Linked DNA regions of Mus musculus: all the other regions are linked to region 4. Evidence: chromatin contacts called from public Hi-C, HiChIP or PLAC-seq and promoter capture Hi-C data. All regions are on one chromosome and are shown on one strand. Each heading gives the region's core, a stretch centred on a gene start, on an enhancer-like site or on the middle of the called end of the contact. The rest is flanking DNA. Distances are from core to core; before and after follow the strand shown.

What was found. Hi-C and Micro-C count contacts between places; a contact is called where the count stands out from the background. HiChIP or PLAC-seq counts read pairs in DNA pulled down with a chosen protein or histone mark. Capture Hi-C pulls out chosen DNA fragments and counts their contacts.
Region 1: a contact with region 4 is called in a promoter capture Hi-C map of liver, with 6 times the contacts expected there. The contact joins the promoter of Nt5c3 here to the promoter of Herc3 in region 4. A contact is called at or near these places in 2 of 39 promoter capture datasets (hippocampal neurons and liver), 9 of 484 Hi-C or Micro-C datasets (CD4 T cells, CD8 T cells, LSK cells and 3 more), 7 of 115 datasets of contacts at active chromatin or transcription factors (acute myeloid leukemia, astrocytes, embryonic forebrain and 4 more) and 1 of 9 other capture datasets (liver).
Region 2: a contact with region 4 is called in a Hi-C map of CD8 T cells, with 4 times the contacts expected there. The contact joins the promoter of Pyurf here to the promoter of Herc3 in region 4. A contact is called at or near these places in 3 of 39 promoter capture datasets (hippocampal neurons, liver and pre-B cells), 9 of 484 Hi-C or Micro-C datasets (CD4 T cells, CD8 T cells, Th1 cells and 4 more), 7 of 115 datasets of contacts at active chromatin or transcription factors (astrocytes, cardiomyocytes, embryonic stem cells and 4 more) and 2 of 9 other capture datasets (adipose tissue and liver).
Region 3: a contact with region 4 is called in an H3K27ac HiChIP or PLAC-seq map of embryonic stem cells, with 5 times the contacts expected there. The contact joins the promoter of Fkbp9 here to the promoter of Herc3 in region 4. A contact is called at or near these places in 2 of 39 promoter capture datasets (embryonic stem cells and hippocampal neurons), 1 of 484 Hi-C or Micro-C datasets (embryonic stem cells), 3 of 115 datasets of contacts at active chromatin or transcription factors (embryonic stem cells, pancreatic cancer cells and stem cell-derived neural progenitor cells) and 1 of 9 other capture datasets (embryonic stem cells).
Region 5: a contact with region 4 is called in a promoter capture Hi-C map of adipose tissue, with 4 times the contacts expected there. The contact joins the promoter of Herc6 here to the promoter of Herc3 in region 4. A contact is called at or near these places in 4 of 39 promoter capture datasets (the 3T3-L1 cell line, embryonic stem cells, erythroid cells and 1 more), 2 of 484 Hi-C or Micro-C datasets (CD4 T cells and CD8 T cells), 1 of 115 datasets of contacts at active chromatin or transcription factors (pancreatic cancer cells) and 3 of 9 other capture datasets (adipose tissue, embryonic stem cells and liver).

What each region holds. Positions count from the first base shown.
Region 1 is chr6:56,922,642-56,925,439 of GRCm38.p6, forward strand. Nt5c3 (5'-nucleotidase, cytosolic III) reads right to left here and starts at 1,291. Exons shown (of 9, transcript NM_026004.3): 1 at 1,031-1,291. The coding sequence starts at 1,168. It also overlaps a transcript of Vmn1r4 not described here.
Region 2 is chr6:57,690,548-57,693,619 of GRCm38.p6, forward strand. Pyurf (Pigy upstream reading frame) reads right to left here and starts at 1,531. Exons shown (of 2, transcript NM_025574.3): 1 at 1,262-1,531. The coding sequence starts at 1,458.
Region 3 is chr6:56,830,803-56,833,604 of GRCm38.p6, forward strand. Fkbp9 (FK506 binding protein 9) reads left to right here and starts at 1,257. Exons shown (of 10, transcript NM_012056.2): 1 at 1,257-1,625. The coding sequence starts at 1,405.
Region 4 is chr6:58,830,128-58,832,827 of GRCm38.p6, forward strand. It overlaps Herc3 (hect domain and RLD 3), which reads left to right and starts at 1,338. Exons shown (of 26, transcript NM_001361966.1): 1 at 1,338-1,805; 2 at 2,275-2,409.
Region 5 is chr6:57,579,554-57,582,356 of GRCm38.p6, forward strand. Herc6 (hect domain and RLD 6) reads left to right here and starts at 1,439. Exons shown (of 23, transcript NM_025992.2): 1 at 1,439-1,679. The coding sequence starts at 1,484.

The DNA of each region.
Region 1 (2,798 bases), core at 41-2,540, 1.9 Mb before region 4:
GGGGTCTGACGCATAGTTTAAAACAATGCATATAAAGACTGACTTGTACAGTACAAACAAAAAATATTTGGCATTATTGGTCCCTTAGTACTTTATACAATGAAAGTAAAACTCTTCCTTAAGATTTCGTGGAAAAATCAGCCCACTGTTTAAGTACATAGAGAAAGACAGCGAAATCAGCTTTTTCCCACTGATGGAAAATTATAAAATTTGAGTATGGAACAAAATAAAGCCATGTAAATTCGCTAGACAGGGAGGGAGGCAAAACTTCTCACACAAAATGTTTGCAACCAGAGGTATATAAAGAAAATAACCCAGGAATAAAGGAATTCACTTAAAATATTAGTTTCAATAGAAATAGTTTCTCAACTTTATATTTTAGTTCTGGATGCTCACTTGTACTCCAGTAAGTAAGTCACACTCACCATGCATGCTCAAGTCAGATGGAACAACAGTAACATCAAAACAACCCTAAATGAAACAGACATTCTGGGATCAACAAATCGCCTTAAAACAAACCTCAAATGGAATTCTTGAGACAAACAATTTAAACGAGACTGCAATTAACTCTTAAAAGTACATTTCTAGGATTTAGGAAAGAGTTTTGGGGGACTGACACATGAATACTTCTTGGAACATAAAACAAGGAAGAACATTCAAATAATCGAGCTGTTTCAATATTGGCATTTCTAAAAAAACACTGAAAATGCTCTTTTCATAACGTAAGCCAAGGCAGCCCCGATGATGTAAAACAAACAAACAAACCAACCAACCAACCAACCAACCAACCGACTCCTGGACAAGAGACTATCGGATTAGCTGCACGTCTTGGAGGCGGTTGCCAACTGGAGATTAGCTCTGGAGAAACGGGTTTTGCAGCAAGAGGTAGTTATCTCCGAGCATCTATTCTCTCCACTCTTTGAAACAAACGCTGTCAAGCATCAGCACGCGTGCAGGCTGCCCTCGCAGGGCCGCGGCCGGCCCACGCCACTTGGGCTGCTCGCGCGCGAGCCGATGCTCCCGCACTCACCATTTCGATGATCTTGGTCTTGCGGCCCGTTTTTCTCTTCAAGGTGAATATGTACTGGGCCAGCACCACGCCTGCTACCACCGCGCACACACTGGCGCTCGCCACCGCGCCCACTCGCGCCACGGCCGCGCGGTCCATTGACAGGCCCGCGTGCTCTCGGCGCGGAAGCCCGGGATCCGCGGGTACGAGCCCAGGGGCGCGGCCGCAAGCCGCACACTTCCCCGGAGCCCCGCCCCGCGCGGGGGAAACCGAGGAGGCCCCGCCCAGAAGAGGTGAGGGGCGGGGACGACGGGGCGGAGACTAAGAGGTCCGCGTCCGGAATCCCGCCCTTATAGTGGGGGCGGGACTTCCTCTGACCCTGACTTCAGGAAACGCCGCAAGGACCCGGAAGGAAACAACTGTAATTAGCTACTAAATGCAAGTAGTGCATCTGTAACCCAGAATCCTGGTGACCCGGATGCTATGCTGTGCCTATAGTCCACAGTAAGATCGCACCAGAAACATCGAGAAAACAAAGTCTTGCCCCAGTGTGAGAAAATTCACCCGCCACCCACTCAGAAACTGTGCCTCGTCCTAGCCTTCATGGACTACGACACCCAGCAGGCTCAGCGGCGCTGCGTCTGACCTGCGCAGTAGCATCCTGGGTTGGAAGGCCTAGATATAGTCGTTTTTGGGAGATCTGTCAGCTGTTGGGCTTTTCAGTCACAGTCTACCTACAACTTTAGCTTACTTTCCTTAGGAGCGTGTGCAGAGAAACTTAACGTTGTTCTCTCTTGCTTAGTATATTTCAAGGGATTCATGTAGTTTACTCTGCTTCTCGCTGAGTGGGTGGGGTGTGATGAGGTGCAAGAGAGAATCTCAGGAGAGTCGCCCCCGATTCTGTGAGGTTTGGGCTGCTGCTTGGCGAGACTGTCTCTCTCTGCCTGATATATGCAACCGAAGGAAGTTAAGAATGAAAAGCCGTGGGAGAGAAAGAATTATTTTTCTGTTTTAGGTTTTTATTAGCTGGTCTAAAGCAAATTGACATAGACATTATCTTGAGTAGAACAATTCATTGTGCAAACAGAAGTTCCACAGAAATATGAGACTCAAGCTGGTCATGATGGAGCATGCTTCTGATTCCTGCATGTAGGATCCTCAGGCAGGAGGATTGCTCGGAGTACAGTGGCTGATTAACCAGGGCCATGGGTCAAAGCCTTAACGAAATGGCCAAAAATTGAGGCTGAAATATACCACCTAAATTACTGAAAGGAATATGTATTATATTTGACATTCTTGAGCAAGTTGGAGTCTGCAGGAGGGGAAATGTATGGTGACTAAAGGTTGCCTTGTGCAGATGAAAATCTTTCCAGGGGATAAAGGTGTGAGCTCAGCGATAGGGTGCCTATTACCAACCCTCAAGTTCAACAATTCTGTTTGGAGAAGCTCTTGACCTGATACATTTACTAATGACAATCTCAACAATCTCTGTCTCTGTCTCTCTCTGTTTCTGTCTCTCTCTCTCTGTTTAAATGTGTATTTCTTCTACACTAGAGATGTTTAAAATTATAAGGAATTTGTATTAATTTTCTGTGGCTGTGATAAAACACCATGACCAAGACCCCTTATAGAAGAAAGAAAGAATTTACAAGAATCCATAATGGTGGGGTCAGCATGGCAGCAGGTGGCAGCAGGCTGCTGGCATGGTAACAGAGGTACATCTTTCATCTCAACTATAAGCACAAAGTACAGAGAGCAAACGAAGTGGGACAGTCTTCAAACCCTTAAA
Region 2 (3,072 bases), core at 281-2,780, 1.1 Mb before region 4:
CTGTGTGGGATACGAGTTGTCCCTAGTGCGCTGGTCTTTCCCGATTAAACCTCTTGCAGTTTGCATCAAGACCGTTTCTTGTGAGTAATTTGGGGTGTCACCTATCCTGAGTTAGAACATGGGGGAGTCCTCATGTTGTGGGTCTTTCAGGATCTGCTTTGATCCTTTATGGTTCATACACATGACAGGAAACTGGGAATAATAGGCGTTTTAAAAAGATTGAAGCCAAGCCGGTCATGGTGGCACACGCCTTTAAGCCCAGCACTTGGGAGGCAGAGGCAGGCGGATTTCTGAGTTCGAGGCCAGCCTGGTCTACAAAGTGAGTTCCAGGACAGCAGGGCTACACAGAGAATCACTGTCTCGAAAAACAAAACAAAACAACAACAAAAAAATCAAAAAAAAAAAAAAAAAGCAAACAACAACAACAAAAACAAAACAAAAAAAGATTGAAGCCAGAAGTGGTAGTTAACTCCTGTAATCTCCTGCTCTCAGGAGACTGATGCAGGAAAAGTATCACAACTTTGAGGCTAGCCTGGGCTATAAAAAGAGTTCCAGGAAAGACCAAACCAAATAGAGAAACTTGTCTCCCCTTCCCCCATCAAAGAATGGAGAGGCTGGAAAGATCAGTATGTCAATAGTATTTGCCCTGAGTTTTGATCATGTCTGAATGTCTCTCTCCCTGTCTCTGTCTCTCTCTCCACACACACACACACACACACACACACTCAGGCAAGTGCACGTGCGACAAAAAAAAAGGGGGGGGGGAGAAAGGAAAGAATGAAGAAACGAGCCAAAGGAAGAAAAGAAAGAGAGAGAGAGAAAGAGAGAGAGAGAGAGAGAGAGAGAGAGAGAGAGAGAGAGAGAGAGAGAGAGAGAGAGAGGAAGGAAGGTAGGTAGATAGGTCGGTCCGGACGCTGGCCCTGATACTGTGTTTCAAAAGGTAGAGAGAGAGAGAGAGAGAGAGAGGAAGGAAGGTAGGTAGGTAGATAGGTCGGTCGGGACGCTGGCCCTGATACTGTGTTTCAAAAGGTTCTGGAGCCTAGCCAGTCTCAGAAACCAAGTCTTTCTTTAAAGCCTCCAGGAGAGATTGTAAAGAGCAGCCAATGGCGAGCCAGAGAAAAGCTCACGCGGGTCCTGGGCGGGGCTGACCCTAGCATAGGGGTCGGCCGGGCGGATGGCATCCAGGGAGTAAGCTTCTGATCCGCTGGCGGGCCCACAGGCCACCACCCTTCCTCGGGCCAAGGCGGCAGATGAGTCTCACCTAAGCGGCTTCTTGGAGAGCGGACACACCAGGAACTGCAGCAGCGCCGGGTGGAAGGTGTGGGGCTGCTCAGCCCTCTCGCTCTGGTCAGAGCAGAGCCTGGCCCCGGGCACTTGCAGAAACCTCCCGGCGACTGCAGACAGTGCGCGGAGCCTCCGCAGCGCCGGGGCGAGCCTGCGGCACGTGGCGCTCAGCATGGCGGCTCAGAAGATGGACGAAGCAGCGCTCGGAACTTCACTGCTCTCACACCAGAGCCGCGGAGGTCACCCTGGCCCGGCCCCGCCCCCGGCGCCCGGTCCCGCCCCCGGCCCCGCCCCCGGTGCGCTGCTGATTGCTTCGCCAGCACAGCTTGAGTCGGTGGTGTGGTTCCCAGGGCAGACCGACATTCCCCGGGTCAGTGGCTGCACCACCGCTTTTACAAAACTGTAAACTAAAGCAGTACTCATTCAGGTGTCCAACTTTTCAGTAGGGCTAATCACAAAGGTGCCAATTAGTCAGGGACCGGACTCCAGTCACACGGAGCTCGGCTTCAACTTAGTTTTATCTTCAAGGACTCTTCAACACAAGCATATTGTGTTAGAGGCAACAGCAGGTTTAATATTAATCATACAGTAAGTATCACAAGCAAAAATTTAAGAGCCTGAAGAAAATGGCTTTTTTCTCCTTTTCCGTAAGCTGTGAAGGCTTTTACAACTTGAGGGTTGTTAGTTGTGAATACTATGGTAAAGCACATCTAATGCATGCTTGGACCCCTTTGGGGGGCAGGAGGATCCTTTCACAGGGGTCACTGAAGACCACAGGAAAACACAGACGTTTACATATTTACAATTCATAAATATCAAAATTACAGTTATGAAGTAGCAATGAAGATAATATTATGGTTGGGAGTCATTACAGCATCCTGTATTAAAGGGTCACAGCATTAACAAAGTTTGCTTTGAGTCGCAGGCGGGAATGTCTGAAAGTCAAACAGAGGCAGCTGAGATTGAGTTAATGTGTAGGAAAGGCCTCTGGAGTGCTGGCACTTCTGAGGGGCTTTAGCTGTCTGCTGGGAACCCATATGGCTACTGAAATCTTGTCAATGTTCGTCCTTTGAGCTCTTGAAAAGTACACATGTTCTGCCTCAAAGCTTTGCCACTATATGTGACCTATGAGGGAAGGGACAAAAGGGCAGGAACAAGAAAGGCAGGAAGTCACTTAGCTGAACTTCTGGCAAAAGATAACTCTGACCTTACAGATGTCTCCTCTGCATACCTGCTTTCTCCAGCCCAGGCTCCTCCTGTCCCAAGATGTATGCAAAGCTCTCTGATATCCTTGCAAAAACACTGGTCTCTGGAGGTCACCCAGATGATGAGGGAGCGTGGAAGGAAATGGCAAGAATGCTAACATTAAGGCCATGAGTGGGACTCAGCAGAAGGCTTGCCTACCCTGCACTGTCCTAAGTTGTAAAACATCTTTTTAAAACAATAAAACAATTTAGAGCTAATGTCTCTACAGCTGTGAGCTGGGTGTAGGCTGAGAGCCAGTTGGACTAGTTTCTTACTGGGTGAAGCGGAAATGGATCTTCCAGGTCCCTGTGTTTCCTAACTTGTCAATTAAAACAAAAACAAAAAACAAACAAAAACAATTTCTGAGCAGCCCCCAGAAGCAATGAAGGTTAGGCTATTTTAGTTGTGAGTTATAGCATAAATCACTCACTTCTGAGCGTTAAACATGCATTAAGCACTCTGAAGTTAGACTGCTGTAGTTAGAGCACCTGGGATGACTCTCCTTTCTTCATGTTCTCACTTCCCAGGGCTAAGCAGTGATGT
Region 3 (2,802 bases), core at 7-2,506, 2.0 Mb before region 4:
TAACTTATCAAGAATTTGTAAGACAAAAGTTCAATCCACAGCTCACACACATATACTCAACCATCTGGTTTTTCCACAAGGCAGCAAGAACGGCCACTGGATAAAGGACCTTGTCTTCTATGAATGGTGCTGGGGAACTGAATATGCATAGGCTAGATAAACTAGAACCACATCTCTTGTATACAAAGGTCAACTCAAAATGGACGAAGACTTAAATTCAGCCTTGAAACTATTGGGGAAAAGCTGGAAGGGAGCCCTGGAAAGGTGGCCCGGCAGTTAGGAGCTGAGAGTAAAGAAAGGTTTTGATTGATTCTCAGGTTGCTTGATTCTAAAAGTAGATTGCGGTATTGATTTTCAAGGTCCAGGGAAGCAACGTGGAGCGCCTTTTTGTTCTCTTCTTTTCCTTTGATGATTTAACTTGAAGTGACGTTAGCACGGATTTCTTTTTTCCTCTCTCTCTTGTTCTGTAACTTAGGACACTCCAAGGTTTTTTGTTTTTGTTTTTTTCCAAGTAGGAAAACTGATCACTAACCTTTTTTTGAGGGCCACCTATAGCTTCTTATTAGATCGTTGGATTCTAATCATAGGCTCTATACTAATTTTTAAAGTATCTTGTTTTCTCTTCACTTTGCAGATGTCTCTGATACTTTGTTAACCAGCTCACTCAGGTAGCTGTTGTGTTCCATTTGCTCAAGTTTTATTTAGCATCTTTGCTAAAAAAAAAAAAAAAAAAAAAAAGAACTTGTTTGGTGCCAACTGCTTATTTTTCTCGTTTGTGGGTGTCTTTAGTAGATTTTGGTATCTGGATTATTTGGTAGCTTCCCAAAACAAATTGAGAAAGCTCTGTTGATTTACTTTTAATACTCCAAAGCTTTAATAAATCGAGGATTCATTTAACTAGGGGTCGCTTGTGGGATCTGGAGCGCTGGCCAAGCTGTCACGTGTTAGGAACTTAATTCACTGACCACATTAGTTCACAGCAACTCAAAAACATTCTGAGGGAAGTTCCAGCCTGTTTATTGTGTATGTACACCCCCAGTAACTAAGTTTTTAAAAAAGACTCTTAAGTTTCCTTCCTTTCCCAGAGCAGCAAGGGGAAACTGGATCCGCTGCCACGTAGGAGTCTCCATATCGTCTCTTGGGATCCGCAGTGCTCAGGCGCGGGGCCTGGCAGTCAGAGCGATCCTCTCCCGGCTTCTGGAGGCGGGGAAGGCAGAGGAATTCCCAGGCCGGTGGACGCCCCTCGGGCTGGGCGCGGCTCCTCCCCTCGGCCCGGCACGGGGCGGACGCGGGCGGCGGGGGGCGGGCGCTGCGGCCCGGGGCTAGCCGGGAGACCTTTCCACGTTTGCATCGCCGCGGCGCGCCCAGCCTTGCCCCTCGCCTCCCCGGAGTCCAGGCCGCGCGATGGCATTAGGGGCCCGGGGCTGGCGGCGCCGGTCGCTGCTCCTGCTGCTGCTCTGGGTGACCGGGCAGGCAGCCCCGGTGTTGGGCCTGGCTGTGAGCTCGGAACTTCAGATCCAGCAGAGCTTCGTGCCTGATGAGTGTCCGCGCACGGTGCACAGTGGCGACTTCGTGCGCTACCACTACGTGGGGACTTTCCTCGACGGCCAGAAGTTCGACTCCAGGTACCCCGTGCCCCCACACTCCCCAAGGACCTCCACCAGCCCGCCCCCACCCCCTCCGCCGCCCTCCCCATGCGTTTGGAGGTGTGCTGAGCCTTCAGCCATAGTTGGGACCTTAAGATTGCGGACAGGACAATTCCTCTTTTCCTCTCTGCCCCGCACAGCGGAACACGTTTTTCAGACATGTAAAATGGCCACTCAGCGAGACCTCCAAGAGTGGGTGATGCTCGCCCGCCTTCTTGGTGGTCCGTCTTGACTGGTCTCTGGGTTTCATCCCTGGATTGTCTAGACAACCCAACCTTAGCATTGACTAGTGGGAGGAGGAGGTAGGTGTCCCATAATTGCAGTCACTGTACTGAACTGTTGAGGTGTTAGGCAACGGTATATATATATATATGCACGAGCTCATTTAAATCTTTGGGGAGTTACAAGAAGAAACTTTTTTTTTTTTTTTTTTTTTTTTTTTTTTTTTTTACCAATTAAGTAACCAAGACCAGTGAGACCTGTGCAAATATTGGATTCAGGCTGTGGGAATTCAAATGCTGTGCCTGTGTGCAACTCCTGTGCCCTCCCCTTCTGGCTTTACAAAAACTGTGGGAGAGATGGCCTGGGCTTGCTCATGTAACTTAAGTTTTCAGCTCATTTCAGCCTTGCCCCTTTCTTCAGGCTGCTGTTTCTAACCCTGGGCTGTGTCCTTGTGGTGAAGCACTCCATTAGACAGGGAACTGTTGTGCCTGAATGGGCTTATTATGTACAATATAAGCAGCCACACATGAGTATGTAAAAACATTTAAGGTTGTCAGTACTATGTGGCACAAAGCAAAGGCTTAGATATGGTTAGTCCTCCTTAGTGGTAATTATTTTGGGGGGTGCACAGGGAGATTGAACCCAGGACTGTACATTCTAGGCAAGCTCTGTATTTTTGAGCTATATCCTCAGTCCTAGTCATACCATTGTTTCAGTTGTAGTTTTTATACCAACCCACCTTAATTGAGGTATTCCCCTGCTATGTAGTTCTCCTAGAATGTATAGGGCTCATGAGATGGCTCTGTGGTTAAGGCACTCGCTGACAAGCTTGATCATCTAGTCAGTCCCTGGTACTCTCATCGCCAAAGGAGAAAAATGACTCCCACAAATTGTACTCTAATCTCCACATGAATGTCATGGCACACTCTCCATA
Region 4 (2,700 bases), core at 88-2,587:
AGATACATCAGGGCACTGTCTTATTCCTTGGGATACATCAGGGCACTGCCTTACCCTGAGGACATATCAGGGCACTGTTGTATTTCTCAGGATATACCAGTCTCCTGCCCTATCCTCAGAATCTATCAGTCCTTGAGATTTCTTTTCTATTGGTTAATATGTTAGGTTTTCAAAGCCTGAAGACCTGATGAGATCTGAATTATTCTGGATATGTCAGATTATGAAATTTCTTCTACTTAGAGTCATTTTCCTTTTAAAATTTAATTAAAATAAAAATATAGCACTACCACTCCTTAAGCATCTCTCATGTGCTCCCCTTCAAATGAATGGTCTCTTTTGTTATTGTTACATATGGATAAGTCAGGATGTACTGAGGAGTCCCTTTAAGAGGTGCTTGTTTGTACATATTCTCAGGATTGTATATGCTGATATGGGCTCATGCCTTCACCTTAAACTAGTTTTTGGAGAATTTTGTACATTCTTTTGGGTTAAAGCCCCCATGTTCAGCGTTTCAAATTCAAGGCAGGCAGATACATCAGTTTACTGTTACCATATAGTTTTCTTGAAGATTATTTGAAGATGAGAGGAGCCGTAGCTGAGAGCATTTTTGGCCTTGGGAGAAGAAGAAAGCTTGAATATCCTCTTACAGGCCTGGGAAAGTGGAGCTGAAACTTCTATCCACTCTTCCCCACCCCCAGACCCCCGTCCCCCACGGGAGTTTTAGACCAAAGGTGGGGCTTTATGGTTTTAGAATTGGTGATTCTCACACTTTCTGTTTTCTTCAGTGTGCTCTCCTCTCTAGTCAAGCCTGACTCTGCACCACTGCGGGCCCGCAGTTCTTGGCCCCTGAGTGACAGGGATTTGGAACTACCCTCTGCTCTGGCAGCCACCTTACAGCTCACCATGCCAGTCCCAGTTCCCCCTCTCACCTCTGCATGAATAATAAGAACCTGAATTCAGAACCAAAAGGAACCAACCAAGCAACCAAGCAAGCAAGCAACAAACCCAATCGACCAAAACCCCCACACCATTGGGCATCGCTCCTTTGCATCCTCGCTGGCGAAAAGCAATTTTATTCCAGCAAAGGTTACTCCTGCATTCTCCCATTTTGGGTCCAGGGTCTTGCCATCTGTCTACCACACCTGGTTGTGGGTCCCTCAACCTCCAGTCACCTCCCAGCCGCCGATCCCACCGCCTCCCTGTCACCTCCCTCGCCCTAGGTCCCGCCCCCTCCAGGTTTCTTTCCCCGCCGGGAGTCCCGCTACCTCCCCGCCCCCTCCCGGTCACCTCCCCGGCCCCTCCCGCCCCGACGTCGCCCCGCCTTCTCCGCACCCGCCGCGCCCCGCCCCGCTGCCGCCGCCACCATTGGCCAGGCGGGAAGTCGGTCTCCCAGCTCATTCTGCGCCCGCGGGAGTGCGGGGGAAACTTCATTATTACTGTGACGCTGAAGGCCGGGGAGGCCCGAGCTGCCTGAGGGCTGCGACCGCGGGGTCGGCGCTGCGGACCCGGGTGCAGGTGCGGGCGGGGCGGGGATCTCAGGGCACCGAGCCCGCCGCACCCGCGGAGGAGGGGGCTGGGCTGTCCGCAGCTCCCTGTCGCCGAGGCGCCTCCCGGCTCTGCTTAGCCGCTTAGCCGCGGGCGGCGGGTGACCTCCCTGCGTGAAGAGCATCGCGGCGCCGCGGCAGGGGAATTCGCGTTGCGGCTGGCCGCGGGCTCCTCCCACCCAGCTGGCGGGCGGGGCTCGGGGACCTGGTGTCTGGTGCAGACGCCGCTGCGGCCGAGCCGACGGCTGGACCCTGGAGCAGGTGTGTGGACTGAAGGGCTGGACCTGGGGAGACTCGCTCGTGCTGCTGCCGGGAGCGTGTGCAGCTCGGGGCCCCAGGGGAGGAATGCTTGAACTTTGCTGTTCCTGGCTGTTTTCTTTTAGAGTTCACACCTGCCCCACTAGGAAGTGCCTTAAATTTTACCTAAGGCGTCGAAGGTTTTACTGGGATTTGTCTCATCCGGGGTGCTTTGGGGGAGGACGATTCAAGTGATATCTTCCATTTTTTATGTGCCTTCTGTCTCTTTCCACAAATAGGAAGCTATTTCTAGAACCTTTCATTTGATAATTTGATAAAGTGAACTGATTTTTAGCTTTAGATTGGAAAGACAGGAAAGAGAAGTAAAAAGGATTAGCATTTTAAAATGCAGCCAGAGCGATGTGGTACTTTCAGAGGCAAATGACAGTGTCTCTTCTTCTTTTTTTTATTCCTTTCCACGGATATAAATCAGAAAAACAAAATCGGTGGCTTACTCCAGTTTTGACCCCATCTGAGAAGTTAAACTGCAGGAATCAAATTAGATGCAAAACTCCTTTGTCGTGAAAAATAGAAGCATGGTTCACTGTTAGCCAGTTGGACTTGTTCAGTAAGTAGTGGGGTTTCATTGTGTTAAAAAAAGAACCAGGAGTCCAAAAATGTTCTAAACTGTGTTGTAGAAGTCATTGGGTATTGCATTTCATGTTGCGGGACAAACTTGAATCTCTTAAGATCTGTATAACCACTTAAAACCGTCTGTGTAAGTAATGAAAGGAGCGCCCCAGCTGGAGACAAACAACCTTGCACCAGTTTCAGAAATAAAAGTGATAGTTTCCTAATTGAAAGGGATTCTCTTACGAAGGTAGAAATGATGTCTGAAACTCATTCAGGACCACAGACT
Region 5 (2,803 bases), core at 189-2,688, 1.3 Mb before region 4:
GTTGAAAGGGTCGCTATGAAATCCTCAAATACTTCAGGCTGTTGCCAAGAAAATAGGTGTCTCTCAACAAACCAACAGCAAGTTTTCATTGCTGAAGTCAATACTCACACAATGCACTGAATGTGGAGTCCCATGTTCTAATGTCTATGACAGGCAAAGGGACTCTGCAGGTTGCTAAAAGAGAAAAGTAAACCAATCCAACCATAAAACCCTTGATCTACAATTTGTCCTGCTTGGAAAATATGCTAGGGCAATGGTGGCACAAACCACGTGGAGTAACCAACTGATTTCAGATTTGACTTAAGGCCTACACCATGAGATGGAAGGAACCCATACCTGACACTGCTCAGGTGACCAAGAACCAGAACCTAGGACAAAACCAAATACTACTGGTCTAAGAAAAACAAAAGGGTAACAATAAAATGACTCAATAATAGTCTGCTAGGCTCATATGGCAGTGCCTTATTCAGCCATCATTAGAGAGGCTTCAACCTGCAGCAGATGGGAATAAACACAGTGACCCACAACCCTTTCAGTGCTGTGTTTGTTTTCAAAGGTGGGGAGGGAGGGAGGGAGAAAGGGAGGGAGGGAGGGAGGGAGGGAGGGAGGGAGAGAGAGAGAGAGAGAGAGAGAGAGAGAGAGAGAGAGAGAGAGAGAGAGAGAGAGAGAGAGAGAGAGCCAGAGAGAGCCAGAGTCACCTTGGAACACACAGCTCTAAAGATGTCTCCCTTAAATTCCTTCAGAGCTCAGCAAACCTGCAAAAGAGTGTTCACTTTTTTTCTGTTGGCTTGTGTAGCTTTGATGTGAAGGTTTTCATTTCTTTACATATCTGGCCCCTGCCCTTACTCTGCAGTTGGATTCAGTTGGACAGCAGCTTCTCCATTGCAGCTCAGTTAGGGTTCATTATTAATTACATCCTTACAGGCTTCCCAGCTTTGGCTTTCTAGGCCTCTTTGAAATTCTCAAAAAAGTTCTGTAACCCCCTGAACATACTCCATAATCTATTTATTATACATATAGGTTTACCATGTGGTGCTTAATGTGTGATCTGAAAATTAATAATCAAGACTGGAATAAAAGAACCCCAGCTAGAATTGCCAAGGAAAGCAGATTCCCTGGGAACTGGTTGCCACTGAAATTGCTACAACTTGTGGATATTGTCACTTAATAAATATTTCACAGACCTAGAAATTTGTCCAGAGCATCAGGACTCACAAGTGGCTTACTCATGATGGAGATACTTTCTTCTTCCCTGTCTTCTCAGATACTCAGTACTGAAAATTCAAGCAGCCAGGTTTCAAAATGACCCTAGAAATGCCTGTGAGAAAGATGTTAGTGGTGTGGGACAAGCAGGCACTTACTGGAAAGAACTATGACGTAAGGGACTGGGCAGTGCCCTTGGGAGGAGTTAGGGAAGCTAGGTCACTTGCTTTTGGGAGCCCATCTGACATACCAGAGCCGCGGGTGGCTGTGCACCGCAGGGATGTATTTCAGCTGGGCTGCAGGAAGCCGGAAGCCTCGGCGCCTGAAGGCGGGAACCAGCGGCATTGAACTCTTGCAGGCAGCCAGCGGGGAACACCACTCGCTCCTACTGTTCAGCAACCACAGGGTGTATTCCTGCGGGGACAACAGCTGGGGACAGCTGGGCCAGAGGAGAGACCAGAGTACCGAAAGGCCAGGTGACTTCCAAGCTCCTGAGCAGGTGCTCAGGACAGTATGTGGGGGCCTCGGGTCCAGGGGACCAGGGGACCAGGGGACCAGGGATACCGGGTGGCTGGACCAGGGATATCAGAAGCTGGAACCCTGTTTTAAGCAGCTTGCATCAACTGGTCAACTCCTAGAGCTCTGGAGTTTGTATTTGTTTCGGTTTCCAATTCCTCTTCATTGAGAAACTGAAAGCAAAAAAGCAAGCTTTCCTCTGGATAGAAAGAAAGTCCCTCCTCCTTACCAAGCTAAGCCTGAGAGAACTTTCTGGAGGGGGTGGGGTGGGGGGAATCTGATTTCCAAACCGAAAAGCTTAGCAATAACTTGGGGCATCTTCTCTCCTAAGGTTTTGTTTTTGTTTTTTGTTTTTTTAAAAAAGTATAATAGCATTTTTCGGCATTAAAGCTGATGTAGGAAAGTACTAAAGAAGCCACCTGTAGGGTCTTGAGAGATGGCTCGGTGGTTAAGAGTTCAGCTCCTGACACTTATGCGGCAGTTTACAACTACCTATAATTACAGTTCCAGAGGATCCTATGCCTCTATGGGTACCAGCACACACATATATGCACACAGTGATGCGCAAGCGCAAGCGCGCGCGCGCACACACACACACACACACACACACACACACACACACACGTAAAAATAATAAAATATTTAAAATTTAAAAAGTCACCTATAATTACACCAAAAGCAACTCTAAGACCATTGCAGCTCCTCGTTTTATCTTCTGCTTATGTATTTAATTTTTATAGGAATTTTGTCATTATGAGTTATTGTAATTGTATCTAAACAAGAAGTTGTGGTTTTACCAAAACATTAATCCACTAGGGGATTTTATATATGATATTGATTCACTTCTAAGTAACTTCAAACTAACTAAAGTTCTAGTTTGTTTTTCTGGTTTTAATTATCTATTTTTGCCACTTTATATGCTAAGCAAGCACTCTACCACTGGACTATTTTACATTCCCATTGACTATATTTGATTATGTGTGTAGAATAATTTGAAGAACTGTGTAGAACACGAAAACTATTCCTCTGTCCCTTTGGATTCAGTTTCTGGAAGCTACAAATTTAACTTGAAAAAAATGAATAG